Regions from separate parts of the Mus musculus genome. Here regions 1, 2, 4 and 5 are each linked to region 3. Evidence: chromatin contacts called from public HiChIP or PLAC-seq and promoter capture Hi-C data. All regions are on one chromosome and are shown on one strand. The core of a region is the stretch at or near the end of the contact, and the rest is flanking DNA. Distances in the headings are between cores, read along the strand shown. Region 1 holds the start of Zfp647 (zinc finger protein 647). Region 2 holds the start of Myh9 (myosin, heavy polypeptide 9, non-muscle). Region 3 holds the start of Sh3bp1 (SH3-domain binding protein 1). Region 4 holds the start of Mgat3 (mannoside acetylglucosaminyltransferase 3). Region 5 holds the start of 1110038F14Rik (RIKEN cDNA 1110038F14 gene).

Region 1 (2,914 bases), core at 222-2,721, 2.0 Mb after region 3:
AGAAATCCTGTCTCGAAAAAACAAAAACAAAAAAACCTGGCCCCCTCTGGGGCACACACACTTTAAAAATCCAAGAACAAAAACCTGGAGGCTCCATCACCCTGATCCACAAGAGCTGTTCTTGCTCCCTATCTCCCAGACATTTCCTCCTCCAGCCCCATGCTTTGTGTGTAGCCTCAGCTGTCCTGGAATTTGTTCTATAGACCAGGCTGGCCCCAAACTCACAGAGATTGGCCCTCTGACTCTGCCTCTGCCTCCTCTGCCTCTGCCAGTATTTTGTAACAGAAGACACGTAACCACTACAATTAGAGAAATAAAAATTGAAGCCATAACGGAGGGTAGGATCGAGTGCTACTGAGATACTATATGCTTATACTAGAGTCCCTGACTTTAATTTCCAGCAGAGAATATGTGTGCATACAGGGCCACTAAGGGTCAGTCTGAGGAGCTGCGCACCACGGTATTTTGTTGTTTTATCTTTTGAAAGGGCTTCTCAACAGGTCAGAACCTGAAGCTTGCCAGTGACTCTAGACTGGCTGGCCAGAGAGCCCTACACAGCTCGGCCTTGTTCCGCCTCCCCTGTGCTGGGGTTCTAAGCAAGCACTATTACACCCAGCCTTTTCACATGGATACGAGTGATTAAACTCAGCCTCGTGCACGTTTGTCAAACACCCAGTCTGTTGTACATTCCTCTAGCCCTGGAATAACTCAATTTTTTTTAAAGATTTATTTCATGTATGTGAGTACACTGTAGTTGTCTTCAGACACACCAGCAGAGGGCATCAGATCCCATTACAGATGGTTGTGAGCCACCATGAGGTTGCTGGGAATTGAACTCAGGACCTCTAGAAGAGCAGTTAATGCTCTTAACCGCTGAGCCTCTCTCCAGCCCCGAATAACTAAATTTCTAAAAGCCTGCTTACACCAAGTGTGGGCAAATACAAACAACAATTGGAACTGTCATACACTGCTAGTCTAGGGAATGTGTTGATGAGGACACAAGACAGACTGGCCGTCCCTTAAGAAGTTGAACACACACTACACTGTAAACTAAACCCAAGCAGCCCGAGTCAGCCTGATGGGTCTCGAGACCAGTGGTCCAGGCTGCCTGGCCACCAGGGAAATCGCTAGAGGGCAAGCACAGATCTTGGCGGAAGTGACCGAAGGCCCTCGGGAGAAGAGGGGCGGCAGGGAGGGGGCGAGGCCGGGAGGCACTCGGATTTGTAGGGACTGCGGCCGCCGCTTCCGCTACAGCCTCAAAGAGCAGGCGCGGTCCGGGTCAGCACGCGGTCTCTCTAGGCACAGCGGAGGCCTACGCTCTCGGTGGCCCCGGGGCGCAGGGCATCAAGTCCTGCAAGAAGAGCTGGAGGCGGACGGCCATCCGATCCTCCCGCGTCCCGGTCCGGGACTTGGGGTGGGGGTTGGGGGTGGGGACCTAGGGGCGGGGTCCCCTGAGATTGACGACTGCGCAGACGGGGCGGGACGGCCCCTTTGTCTTAGGGAGCCGAAGCTGCCGCCACAGGGCGAGAGGTTGCGGCAGATGGTGAGTGGCGCTCTGTCGGCTGCGCGGGACCCTCTCCTTCATCCGCACCCAAAGCTCCGCGCCCTCGCGTATGCCAGCCCTTCCCCCCGATGGATGGCTGCGGCCGGGCTGCTGACCCAGGCTGCACCCTCCGGTCCCTCGAACCCTCCAGGCCCCTCCCCGGGACCCTTCGCGGTGGCTCCCGCTAGCCCGGTCCGGAGTTCAGACGGTTCTGATGTGCATACGGTTTCCTACTGGTTGGTTAATTTGGTTTGGCTTGGGCAGTGGATGAGGTTTTGTCTGGTGAAATAACCGCGTCCCAGACTGCCCTGGAAGTCCTGGGTTCGCACGATCCTCTCCCATAACCCGGACTACAGTCAGGGCCACCATACAGCATTTTAAGTCCCATGCATCCTCAGCAGCGAAGGACATTTCTTGTCAAACTGAAGGTGCTCCGCTCTGCTCCCCATTAGCCCAGCTTCTTCTTGGATTTGTTTTATTTTTCTGCTGTTGCTCTCTTGTTACTTTGCAAAGGCCCCTTTTAATGGATGACAACTTCTCTAACGTGGCATTTTCTTGTTTAATTTTTTTATATGTATTTATGTGCTTTGCCTGCGTGTGTATCTGTACTGTATATCATGTGCATGCCTGGTGCCAACGGAGGCCAGAAGAGGGCATCGGGTTCCCTGGAATTGGCTGTGAGCCGCCATGTGGGTGCTGGGAATCAAGTGTGGGTCCTAGACGGGGGAAAAAAACGTGTGCTCTTAACCGCTGAGCCATCCCTCCAGCCTCCACATGTATGGCTCAGTTAGACACCTGAATCTGGATGTGCTGATGAGTGCTGCCATCCCCATCTCTGCCGCTTAGTAGCTTACTTGGTGAGTTCCAGGCCAGTAAGAGACCGTATTTCCCCGCCCCCGCCCCCCCCCCCCCCAATGGTGAAAGGTTTCTAAGGAATAACACCTAAGGTTGTCTGCTGGCCTCTATGTGCTTGCTGATGTGTAGGTACGCACGCACACACAGGAAAATTGTATACAATAATAGCTCCCTTGTATGTGGGCGATGAAGTATGGGCACAGCTGTATTCTCTAAGGCCAGAGAAGGACATTGGATGTCATGCCCACTGGCCCATCTCCCCAGCCCACAGTAGTTCTTTTAAATGTTACTCTGCCTAGCATCCTGACATAGTGAATGCATAGTGACACTAGAAGCAGTTTCCTGTGGAGCTCTCTAGAATGATTGGAATCAGGCACTCCTACTAATGCGTGTGGACATTCCTGTCACTAACATAAAAGGAAGGTTCCCCTGAGCTCCACTATAGAGATACTTAAAGCTGGGTGGACATTAGTTCTGATATTTTGCACACTGGGGATTTCCTTGTAGGGGACACAG
Region 2 (2,700 bases), core at 87-2,586, 1.1 Mb after region 3:
GCCTCCCGAGTGCTGGGGTTAAAGGCATGGGCCACCACTGCCCGTACATCTCCAGTCTCTTGATGATTAGTTTTAAAAGTAATTATTGGCTTTATATATTTCACACCTTTGAACTGCTTGTCTGTGTAGTTCAGGCTAGTCTTGAACTCCCCCTCCTACCTCAGACCTCTTGAGTTCTGGTATACCACCCACAACCCCTGGATGGTTCAGCCTTTTAAAAATTTTTTAAATTTTTCTTATCAACTGGGAAGCAGTCTTTGCTGTAATGTGGGTAGCAATCACTGGTCATCTGGGCTGCAAAATCTCTTTCTTTCTTTAGCTGCTTTTTGGCTTCAGAATGTAAGTTTTCCCTGAAGTTTATATGGAAGGATCATTTTAACTGTGTTAGCAAGAACATTCCAACAGTTAAGAGCAATGACGAGAAATTTGCCTTCATAAAGCCATTTGAAAGCATTGACGTGCTGCAGGATCGACCACATAGATCAATGGACACAACTCGGAAACGGACAATTTGGGCAGAAAATAATGCGTGGACAAATTCCTGATAGATTAATGGCAAAGTACATTTTTTTAAATGAAAAAAAAAATCCTCTCGTGGTTAGTAACCAAAATAAAACAAATGAAATCTACCCTTAAAATAATTTAGTGACAAATATCTGAGATGTGTGTGAGTTAATTATTCAAAGGTTAAGAGTGGCTTAGACTGCATTCCAGGCAGAGGTACTAGCCAGAGCAAAGGTTCAGAGGTTGGAGGACAGCCGCGAGCAGGCTCCAAAATCGAACTCAGGACGCCCACACGGAATGCAGGGTTGAAGCCATGACCGCCCCCACAGCCATCATAATTATGTAAAATACCACTTTTCCCATATATGGTACTTAATATCTGTTCTCCTGGTAGGACAGGACGAAGGGAAAACACGGTTCGCTGGGCGGAGTGTCAGAGCCTCAGACCTCCCCAGTACGCTCCCTCCGGCCCCGGCGCGGCCCAAGCTGCACACCAGAGCCGGGACCAGGAGCCCAGCGCGCCTGAGCCGCTTGCTTCTGATTGGATGAAATCCGCGTCAATCCTGGTCCTGTAACCTGGCTGTCCATTGGACCCGCCCAACAAGGCGTGGCTCCCGCCTAGGAAGCGCGGGTGGAAGGTGGGGTGGGCGGAGGTGGGGACAGATGGGGAGGATGAATCTCAGCACTCCGGCTTCCATCTCTTGTCTGTTTATAGGCCGAAAATCTGTCAGTTTAGGCCAGACTCCTGTTGGATTGGGCAGTGTGGGGAGAGGGCGGGGACTCTTGGAAGCTCCACCCACGAGCCGGCGGCGAGCTGTAGACCCGCCCTCCTCTTGGAAGGGCGGGGCAGGGAGGGCGGCGCGCACCAGAGCTGGGTGCGGTGAGGCGCGCAGATCACCGCGGTTCCTGGGCAGGGCACGGAAGGCTCAAGAACCTGACCTGCTGCAGCTTCCAGTCTCGCGTTCGCCCCACCCCGCCGCGCCGCCCGAGCGCTCGAGAAAGTCCACTCGGAAGAACCAGCGCCTGTTCCCCGGGCAGACCCAGGTTCAGGTGAGCGAGCTTTGCCGGTATGTCCCGCCCCGGAGCTGCCGAGCGCGCGCGCGCGGCGACAAGACTCGAGTCCTTTGGGGCGGACGGCCCTGTGGTTCTCGGCCTCCGCGTGGCGGGTTTCAGCGCGGTCGGGTGCGACCGGACTCCGCATCCTCACCCGAGGGGTGATAGGCAGCGAGGCCTCGGGGTTAGGGAACCGGGGGACGCAGTCCCCGGCCCTACAGGATGCCCTTCCCGGTCGGGGCACTGGGAGCTCGGCCTGCTCCTGTCGCCTCTGCACTCCCGCCTCCCCGACGGCCAGCTCCGGCAAACTTTTTAACCCCTTCCGGGACGCAGCAGTCCCGGAGATCTCGGCCGAGCCGGCCGGATGCGTTCGTGGGCACGGGGCAGCAGCTCCTTTGTAAGTTTGGCAAAGGGAGGTAACGGGCAGGCGAGGACCGCTTGGCAGCTGTCAGGGCGTCCTCCTGAGTCAGGATCGGTCGGTCCCGCCGCAGACATTGCGCCCGGCACGGTTTCCGCCGTCCGCTGCGGACTTCCTCATTTGTCCGTCAGCCCTTGGGCCGGGAGGGGGCGGGGAGAGGTACTCAGAGTGCGTGGGAAAAGGGGTCCCAGCTGCCGAGGGGCTCAGGGCGCAGGAAAAGAACCCCCCCGTCTGACCTCATTCAACCTTGGATTTCTATTGCCCGAGGTCAGAAGGCCTGGGTCTGCCGGCAGCTGCCCCGTCGCCCGGGCAGGCGTGCACCTGATTTCCACCGCACCTTGGGACGCCACGCCCGGGCCAGTCTCTGGGAGCTGGCCCTGACTTTAAGACCAGGCCGGGCAGCCGCATCTTTTATGTTTGATGAGAGGCGGAGTTTTGAAGACATCCCCCACTTCCTTGCACTAGGGTCTTCACCTCATCCTGTTCTGGAGCCACGCCTAAGGCAGGAGCTGCACCCCGCTCCTCCGGGTCCCCATCTCTCCCAGGCAAACTGAGTCAAGTACCCTCTATGACTTGCTTGCGGGCTGTAGTGAAACTGAAGGCTGGGTGGGCTCGGGCGGGTGCCTAAGGCCCCACCCAGCGGTGTTAGGGAAAAGGTCCCTGGGAAGTCCCAGGTCTTGGAGACCCGGAGGCTGCCTCGGCTGGGCTACAGGGAGGTCCATCGA
Region 3 (2,732 bases), core at 108-2,607:
GATGAGTCAGTCTGGGTTAGGGAACCCACTGCCTCCCTCTAACCCCTGCACATGGAACCTGAACCCAAGATGCTTCCAGGACCCACCAAGCCTGGGTGGCCCGTCCACATCGTAGCTGGAGCACATTCCATGGTAGTTAAGAGGATGCATGCCTGCTTCCTCCTCCACCCAGGGCTGTGTCCTGGGAGAGGGTGGACCCATGACACCGAAAAAAGCAGGAGGGAGCTACCCAGGGCCCAACTTCGGGACAGAGGAAAAGTTTCTCATCTCCCCATCCCCCTAAATAGTTTGCCTGGCCCGGAAAGAGGAGGCCTAAGCTGGCCCCCAGAACGGGAAGTGTGGAAGCTGGTCTCCGGGGTGGCCAGGCCCACAGGCATACGACATTGGACTGCAGCTGTGGGCAGGTCTGGGGACTCTGCCCAAGGATACATAGGGACATGGGTTCAGGGCAGAGTGGCTTGGCTTCGTAGGTACATATAAGTGTTTGTGTCACTGCAAGGTCTGGATCAAGTTTCTGGATACACGGTCACCTCTCTGGGCCCAAAGAATGGGGAACTCCCAGGCTGGGGAAGAGGGACAGAAAGAAAGGCTCCGAGAAACTCCCCAAACTTCCGCTCCCATAGTTTTGGGGCTGGGAACCGAGGAGACCAAGGGGTGTCTCTACCTGAGCCTACGAAAAGCAGAAGCAGGACCAAATGGCAGGAGGCCCCTGGGTTGGGGGAGGGGACGGACACCCAGAGCAGAGCAGGCCCCTCCTCCCCAGGCCAGAACACTGCCAGTCCCTTCCCCCAGGGTCTGGGGCCCCCGATCGGCTCCGTTCCTCCCCTTCCCTCCAGTTAGAGGTGGCTAACTGTTCCCATTGTCCGGAGGGGACAAATGAGGTTCCAGGCAGCGTCTTGGCTCAGGACGCATTCTGCTCTCTGCAGCAGCCTCTCCAACCGGGAATGGAGGTGCCTTCCCCCGCTCCCCCTCCACCGCCCGCAAAAGCCAGCTATGCTTGTGCGACCACAGTGACTTCAGACCCCAGGAAACGAGGTCAGGGCTCTGGCATGCCAGAGGGCCGCTGCCTAGATATCTTCGACCTCTGTGACCAGTTCCCCACTCTCCTGCGCTCGCTCAGGTCCTGCGAAACGATAGCACGGCTAGAAGCGGGTGACACTCACCGTCCCGAGCTGCCCGTGTGGGCCAGCTGCCGCATGCGGTGCAACTGCCTCTTCATCATCTTGGGTCCGGGCAGGGGGCCGAGGAGTCACCTTGGGGGTTGAGGCTGGCAGCCCCCGGCCCAGCCTGCTTCCCCGCGCGCTTCGCCCCGGATGGGTGGGCGGCGCTCTGGCTTCCTGGGCCGGCGCGCTCCTCTGGCTGGTGCTGGCGCTGGCGCGGGCGCTCTCCTCCCCCGCTCACGACTCCGCCCCCGGCCCCCAGGTCACTCCTTTCTCCAAGTTTGGAGTCTCTCTCTCTCTCAAGTTTGGAGTCTCTCTCTCTCTCTCTCTCTCTCTCTCTCTCTCTCTCTCTCTCTCTCTCTCTCTCTCTCTCTGCTTCCGGGCCTCAACGACCCCCGGGTTGTCCGACCCGCCTGCCGAGTGTCCGTCGGTCTGTCTCTCTGAGGTCCGCAGTTGAGTGCGGGCTCTTCCTTCCCGCAGCCTGTCCTGTCACCGCGGCGGGTGGCGGGAAGCAGGTAAGCTGCTCCTGCCATCACCGCCCTGGGTATAAACAACCTTTGCTCTCTTAGAGGGAAAGGAAGGCTGCCTAGAAGGGACAGGCCTTCAGGACCTGTGCAGGCCAGTCACTAGGGGATGCTGCCTGGGGACTTCTTCTCCACCATACTATTCCCTGACCATCCCCCTTGCCTGCTGGACCACTGGCTCAGAACTTGGGGTACCTGGGACTACCAGATACTAATGTCCTTGGATCAGTCCCCAAAATTCTGCATTCATTGTGTATAGTAGCTTGGTAGGACAACTGTCCTTGTCCAGTCTATGCCACAGGGTAAACAAGATACCCTGGTCTGCTTGGTCTGCTCGTCAGCCCTTGAGGTCCTGTCACTCTACACTTTAAAGAGTCCCAAGCTTTGACCGCTTCCCCTATTTGTAAAACTCTTTCTCATTTCTTTTAGCAAATGTCCCAGGCGCCTGCCCTTCCTTCTTGTCAGGCCTTGATATGTATGGGTGCTGCTCTGAACCCCCAAACCCGATTTTCTCTTTGAAATGTTCCGCTGAACACCAGCCTGAGCATACAATAGGTGTTCATAGCTACAGAGCAAGAGAGCCGGTGGGCAACTGCAAGCTGACTTCAGTATGCACCCTTCAGGCTTGGGAGGGGGAAGGGTGACTACAGGAAGCCCTGTGCACCACACCAAGCTTTGCTCTCTTAGTTTCAGTTCAGAGCCATACCACTTGAGCACCTACTGTGTGGGGGTAGAGAGTTGGTGTGCTCCTCAAAGACTTCCCTTTGCTCCAGACATCTCTGTGTACCCAGCACAGGTCTGGCACATGGTGTTCACTCAGCCGCTTTCCCCATTTAAGAAGTCCTATCGAGTGTGGGAGGAGCCCAGAGGGGTCCCAGCAGCTGCTGCAGCCAGAACATACTGGCCAGGAACAGCCACAGCCTCTCATCAGTGGAATCCTGGCTCTCTGATGGGGAGTTGAGAAGGCAGAGCAGCTTCCTTGTCTTTCTTTTTCCGATGGGAAGGAAGGCTGCTGCCCAGTGTTTGGAGAAGAGATGGCAAAAGATTC
Region 4 (2,840 bases), core at 35-2,534, 1.3 Mb before region 3:
ACCATGCTACACACCATCTCTCAACACACCAGAGAGCACATCTCTCGGTCCTTTCTCTTACTATTTCTTCAGCCCTGGGAACTTTTCCGTCTTCCAGTAGGTTCTTCCTCCCTAGAGCAAAGAGCCCCTCTTTCTAACTTTCCCAGAAACCCTGCCTATCTCCTTAGCGTTGGGCAGCACTAATAATCCTGGAGTTGCCAGCTCCCAGAAGGAGAGAGCCTTGTCTTGCTCTCCCTGTCATCCTCACGGTTGGCTCATTGCCTGGACCTTTAATAACTGTGTCCCTCCAGGTCAATCCCCCATGAAGGCATTTCTGCACCCGTGTCCCAGAGATGATGGAGGACCACAGAAAAATCCCAGTAGGGAAAATGTTCCTGCCTACATCCCCCTTCTGAGTTCCGCAGGCGAGGGAACATCATCAGACCTCAGGCCATCGGAGATGACTGGGGCGCAGCAGTCAGAGATGCTGCGCCCCAGCTCAGGCACCCCCGCCACTAGCACAACCAAGCAAGCTCCCCTCCCCACCCCAGCCCGGTTCTAGAACTATTTGTAGATATTTATAGCGCCCTCCCCCAGCCAGGAGCCCTCCTCCGCCCTGGGCAGTGCAGTGCAAAGAGAGGGAGACCCCTCCCCAGTAGAAGGTGGGGGCCTCTCATGCTAAGCTTTTCCCTGCTCCCCACTAAGGCAGCTGTAGTTACAGCTCCAGCCACAGCCCCCACACTCGCCCAGCACCCCAACCGCGCCTGGGCCTCGGCCAGCAGCCGCAGCAGCCCGGGATCGGGGGTGGGGAAGGCAAGAGCTGAGGCCTCGCGCCCCCAGCCCCGAGCTGCGCCGGAGGTGGAAGGGAGCGCAGCGCACAAAGCATGGCTGGAGCTCCGCGCCTCGGGACGCCCCCACCCCACCCCGGTCCAGCCAAGGGAGGGGGTCGCCGCGCCAGGCTCTGCCCCGCGGCCACGGAGAGCTGCGGAGAGCAGGCGGGTGGGGGCAGGGGGCGCCGGTTAAGCAGTCCCCCACATCTCGCCCCTACTCGGCCCCATGCCCCCGCCCCCGGGGCTGCGGGACCACCACGGGGGGAGACGGGAGTGGGGAGGACGCGGAGGCGAGGCCTGGGGTGCGGGGAAGATGCAGGGCTGCGGCGCGGGTCCCCGGCTCCAGGGTCAACTCACCCATCGTCCGCTGGGTCTCAGCAGCGGCGGTAGAAGCAGCGGCGGCGGCGGCTCCGGGGCCCCCGGGGTCCCCGGCGGGGAGATGCTGGCGTCCGCCGCAGCCTCTCCTCGCCCCATCCCGGGCTCCGGCGGCGGCGGCTGCGGCGGGCGCCCGGCATCGCAGGCAGCGCGGCCCGGGCCCGGCCCGATCCCCGCCCCCCACCCCACCTCCACCCCGTCCCGCGGGCCCGGCGCGGCCGCTTGACTGCACCCCGGGGCGGTAGCGGGGGCGCGGCGGCGAGGCCGAGCGCTGCGCTGGAGGTGCCCGCTCCCGCCGGCCCCCGCCCCGCCCCCGCGCGGCCGCGTCCCCTCCCCCGCCAGCCGGGCTTTGCGCGCTCCGGGCCAGGGGCGCCTGGACCGCGAGCTCCCGCCACCGCCCCGCGCCTCTTTCGTGTGTATGTGTGTGTTTCTGTGTGTGTGTGTGTGCGCAGCAATCGGACGCGCGAGTGTGCGCGTGCCCTGCCTGTGACCGTGCGTGCGCCGGCCCACTGCCCGGGCGTCCTGTGCGGGTGTGTGTGCTGTGTGAGGCGGAGCTGGCCAAAGTGCTTGTCGGGCTCTGCGTGTGAGTGGATCTGTGTGTCTGTGTTCTGCAGCGTGTGATAGATTGGCCCTTATGTGCATGGGGTGTGTAGATAGATCCGTACTGTGGCGTGATTGTGGGCATACTGTGGCTGGGGGCACAGGCCTCCTGTGTGGTGGTGTGACAAAGTCCTGACCGGTGTGTACATCACTGTAGCCCTATGCAGAGGCCTGGTACAGGAAAGCGTCTAAAACACTGGGTACTGGGTCGACACAGTGTCCGTGCTAGTTTGTGTCTTGCTCGGATGTGTTGGCCTCTGTACATCCTTCTGCCTCCACCCTCTTCATCAATGCACAAAGCCACCCATGAGGCGCAGAGGGTGACAGAATGTGCTGGATCTGGGATTCAACCCCAGACTTGGAGGTTTCTCCATTCTTCTTCCCCACCCCCCACCCCCAGGATGCTGCTTATAATGGGCATCTCTAGCACTCAGGTCACCTATGATAGATTTATTTATTTTGTTTTTTCAAGACAGGGATTCTCTTGTGTAGCCCTGGCTGTCCTGGAACTCAACTCTGTAGACCAGGCTGGCCTTGAACTCACAGAGATCTGCCTGCCTCTGCCTCCTGAGTGCTGGGATTAAAGGCGTGCACCACCAACACCCGGCTCTAAATGATCTAAATATCCCCAGAGCCCTGCTGGATTGCAGTCAGAAGCACCTGACATGGGTGCTGGGACTTGATCTCAGATTCTCTGGAAGGGTGCTCTTAACCACTGAGCCATTTCTCCAGCCCTGACACTTTTTCTTGATTTGAGGCATTCTGTTGTGACCTAAAAACCAGTACACCACCTCTATAACTTGTCTCCCTCTCAAGGTTATCAATTTGTCTGAATGTATTTACTTATTGTGGCGCTGGGAATGAAACCCAGACCCTCCCATATGCCAGCCAGTTACCATAGGTTATATTCCACACACAACTTGCATGGCCTTTGATTTCAGTATAATGCAAAACACTCCCATTTGCCTGCCCTGAGCCTTCTGCATTAGGAGGCAATGAGAAGTACCACCCCCTGCAGTTGTGTGGAGGAAAAGAGATGGCCTGGCCTTGCCCTGC
Region 5 (2,700 bases), core at 146-2,645, 2.0 Mb after region 3:
GCATCCATCTGAGCCCTGTAGTCCCCAAACAAGGAGCGCATCAGCTGTCTCTTCCGGGGCAAGGGGGTTTTTTCACTGCGCAGCGTTCGGATTGCCCCAACAGCCTGCTCTTCTGCAGATGAAAGAAAGAGAAAGAGAAAGAGAAAGAGAAAGAGAAAGAGAAAGAGAAAGAGAAAGAGAAAGAGAAAGAGAGAAAGAAGAAAGAAGAAAGAAGAAAGAAAAAGAAAAAGAAAAAGAGCTAGTGACTTCAAACACACTCATATCATCCTACTACAAACAATTCCCATCCAGCTGGGGTGACGCACGCCTTTAATCCCAGCACTGGGGAGGCAGAGGCAGGCGGATCTCTGAATTCCAGGCCAGCCTGGTCTACACAACTAAGTTTCAGTACACCTAAACAAAGCAAACCAACCAAAAGCAACAACCCCACCCCTTGGCAATACCATCAGACCACAGAACTGTCACCGTTTACATTTCCCTAACTGTAGAGAAGGGTCCCTCACTCTGCTTCGGGGTAGGTCTCTGCGTCTTGAGACCCAGCTCCAGCTGTTCCACACACCAGGCCAGCTCCCGCGCCAGCTGTTCCGCCTGGGACAGAAAGGAGGACATGGTTGTGATGGGTAACAGGGTCCCGCAGACCCCACTCCCATACCTTCAGCGCCTTAATTCCGCACAGCTCGCCCACAGAGGCAGGCGGATTAGCGCCCAGAAAGCTCGCAGGGAGTACCATCCTTGCCTGGGCCTCAGCGCTAGGAGGAGCTTCGTCCGGGGCAGGTTTCTCCGAGGGCTTTTCGCTTCCATTTGTCCCAGAGACCCTGTTGGGGGTTTTCTTTTTCTTTTGCTTCATCGCTACTGTGTTGCCTACGGGATGGGTTCCGGCGGCGGAGTCGCATGCAGGTTGCACTGAACTGCGGAGAGGAGGTTCCGAGGCACCGGAAGCTGAGCGAGAGGGCCGGGGTCTGCGCGGAGCGCGATGAGTTTTCCGACTTGAGGCTGCTGGTGCCTCCCGAGCAGGACGCCCTGGCTCCTGAAAAATCGTGAGACAGGACGAAATTCACAGGGTCTCCCCACCTAGGGCCTCGCCACAAACACGCCTTCTCCCACAGCTCACCGCCATTAGTCGGAGCGGCCGCCGGAAGCTGGTAAATCCTAACTACCACAGCGAACTCACTCCTCTGGAAACACGTCTACGACACAAGGTTCCGCAGAAAGCGCAGCGGAGCCAGAGCAAGCGCTCAGCGCCGGACAGAAAGCACTTGGGTGGATGGAGCGCCTCAGGCTGTGCTTGTAATTTTAGGAGACAGAGTGCACGGGGATGAACTTAAAGGCCTCGGAGAACCCAGCAGAGTGTGCCGCCAAGAAACAAGACAATTGATTCCTGGAGAGAATGGAACCGGTGGGGTCGGGGGGAACGCCCAGAGATGGGGCAAGGTGGATTATGCGGGGCGGGGCGGGGCGGGGCGGGGCGGGGCGGGGCGCAGGCGTTGACAGATGGCTCAGCTTGTCCCCGGTATACTTCAGAATCCTGAAGAACTAGGCTCTAATGGCAATGGAGTGAACTTTCCAACGAGAGTCGGGGCAAGCATGCACTTCCTTCTTCCACGACCATTAGGCTGCCACCCGAAGACCTGGCCCAGATTTAAGGTGCATCTTCCCACCTCAAACGAAAAATCAAGAAAATTTCCTTACAGGAACTCCTTACCCCTTGAGGTTTAGGATAATTACAGGTGTGGGTTGTCAAAATGACAACCAAGAATAGCAATAGCTATCATAGCGGTCTAGCCCTAGGACTACAGATACCAGTCATGGAGCTACAGGATTTGGTATTTTTCCTACAGGCTTCTAATCCTGCTTTGTTTCAGTATTTCTTCGCTATGCCTCTATTCCACACTTTTGGAATGGCGACATATATACTGTGTCCTAATAATCACAGGACATGGTAGTACTAAGAGACGCCCTAAGGGATCTCCTACACTCCAGACATAATCTTGCTTACCACCATTGTGAAGAGGTAATCCAATTTCCCCATGGTAATCTGGATCTATCACCCCTCCTAACACTGTTATTCCTTTTTTAGCCTGTTGGTTTAAGGGCATTAGAAGCCCAAAATGACCAGGGGGAAGTCTGAGCTTCCAGTTCAATGGAATGTTTGTTGTAGCTCCTGGTAGGAGCACTCCCTTCTCTGGAGCCAAAACTTCTAGGCCAGCAGAACCTAGAGTTATGGGGACAGGAAGCAAAAATTTTCCTAGAGGGTCACTAGGAGTGATAGTAAGTGCTCTGCTCAACTCCTTCATGCCTTCAAAACCAGTACCACCTGGGTGACCCTTACACATTACCAAGTCCAGCCACAGCACAATGTACAACTTTGGCTATATCTGGAACACAGCCACTGTGCTCTCAGAAAACACTTCCCAGAAGATGTCACCTCAATGATGCTGGTCTCTTCTTAATCACCGCTAATTTCTTAGCTCCAGCTAACCAGCATCAATAGTCCCAGTAATGCAAAGTTTTTGCTTTAGTAGTTCTGGTATCTTGTTAATCACAGCTGATTCTTCAGCCCCAGCTAACCAGAACTACAGAATCTTCACAATCAAAACAGCAATGGCCCTGAAAAGAGTCTTTAATTTTCCCTCTGAAATTTCACAAACCAGACCTCCATCTTCTGCAGTGTTCTCAACGTTGTCTTCCAAGCTCCTACAC

What was found. Promoter capture Hi-C pulls out the DNA fragments that hold promoters and counts their contacts. HiChIP or PLAC-seq counts read pairs in DNA pulled down with a chosen protein or histone mark.
Region 1: a contact with region 3 is called in an H3K4me3 HiChIP or PLAC-seq map of embryonic forebrain, with 9 times the contacts expected there. The contact joins the promoter of Zfp647 here to the promoter of Sh3bp1 in region 3. A contact is called at or near these places in 1 of 39 promoter capture datasets (hippocampal neurons) and 1 of 115 datasets of contacts at active chromatin or transcription factors (embryonic forebrain).
Region 2: a promoter capture Hi-C map of hippocampal neurons shows a contact between it and region 3, with 4 times the contacts expected there. The contact joins the promoter of Myh9 here to the promoter of Sh3bp1 in region 3. A contact is called at or near these places in 3 of 39 promoter capture datasets (the 3T3-L1 cell line, the C10 cell line and hippocampal neurons).
Region 4: a promoter capture Hi-C map of liver shows a contact between it and region 3, with 2.3 times the contacts expected there. The contact joins the promoter of Mgat3 here to the promoter of Sh3bp1 in region 3. A contact is called at or near these places in 1 of 39 promoter capture datasets (liver) and 1 of 115 datasets of contacts at active chromatin or transcription factors (pancreatic cancer cells).
Region 5: a contact with region 3 is called in a promoter capture Hi-C map of liver, with 4 times the contacts expected there. The contact joins the promoter of 1110038F14Rik here to the promoter of Sh3bp1 in region 3. A contact is called at or near these places in 2 of 39 promoter capture datasets (hippocampal neurons and liver).

The regions. Positions count from the first base shown.
Region 1 is chr15:76,924,005-76,926,918 of GRCm38.p6, reverse strand. Zfp647 (zinc finger protein 647) reads left to right here and starts at 1,471. Exons shown (of 5, transcript NM_172817.3): 1 at 1,471-1,543.
Region 2 is chr15:77,840,811-77,843,510 of GRCm38.p6, reverse strand. It overlaps Myh9 (myosin, heavy polypeptide 9, non-muscle), which reads left to right and starts at 1,336. Exons shown (of 41, transcript NM_022410.3): 1 at 1,336-1,554.
Region 3 is chr15:78,898,393-78,901,124 of GRCm38.p6, reverse strand. Sh3bp1 (SH3-domain binding protein 1) reads right to left here and starts at 1,357. Exons shown (of 18, transcript NM_001316684.1): 1 at 1,164-1,357. The coding sequence starts at 1,222.
Region 4 is chr15:80,172,165-80,175,004 of GRCm38.p6, reverse strand. Mgat3 (mannoside acetylglucosaminyltransferase 3) reads right to left here and starts at 1,284. Exons shown (of 2, transcript NM_010795.4): 1 at 1,167-1,284.
Region 5 is chr15:76,946,956-76,949,655 of GRCm38.p6, reverse strand. 1110038F14Rik (RIKEN cDNA 1110038F14 gene) reads right to left here and starts at 1,395. Exons shown (of 5, transcript NM_001347540.1): 1 at 1,112-1,395; 2 at 737-1,027; 3 at 504-588; 4 at 1-112. The coding sequence starts at 1,117. It overlaps Gm46534 (a long non-coding RNA gene), which reads left to right and starts at 1,307. Exons shown (of 4, transcript XR_001781744.2): 1 at 1,307-1,396; 2 at 1,522-1,644.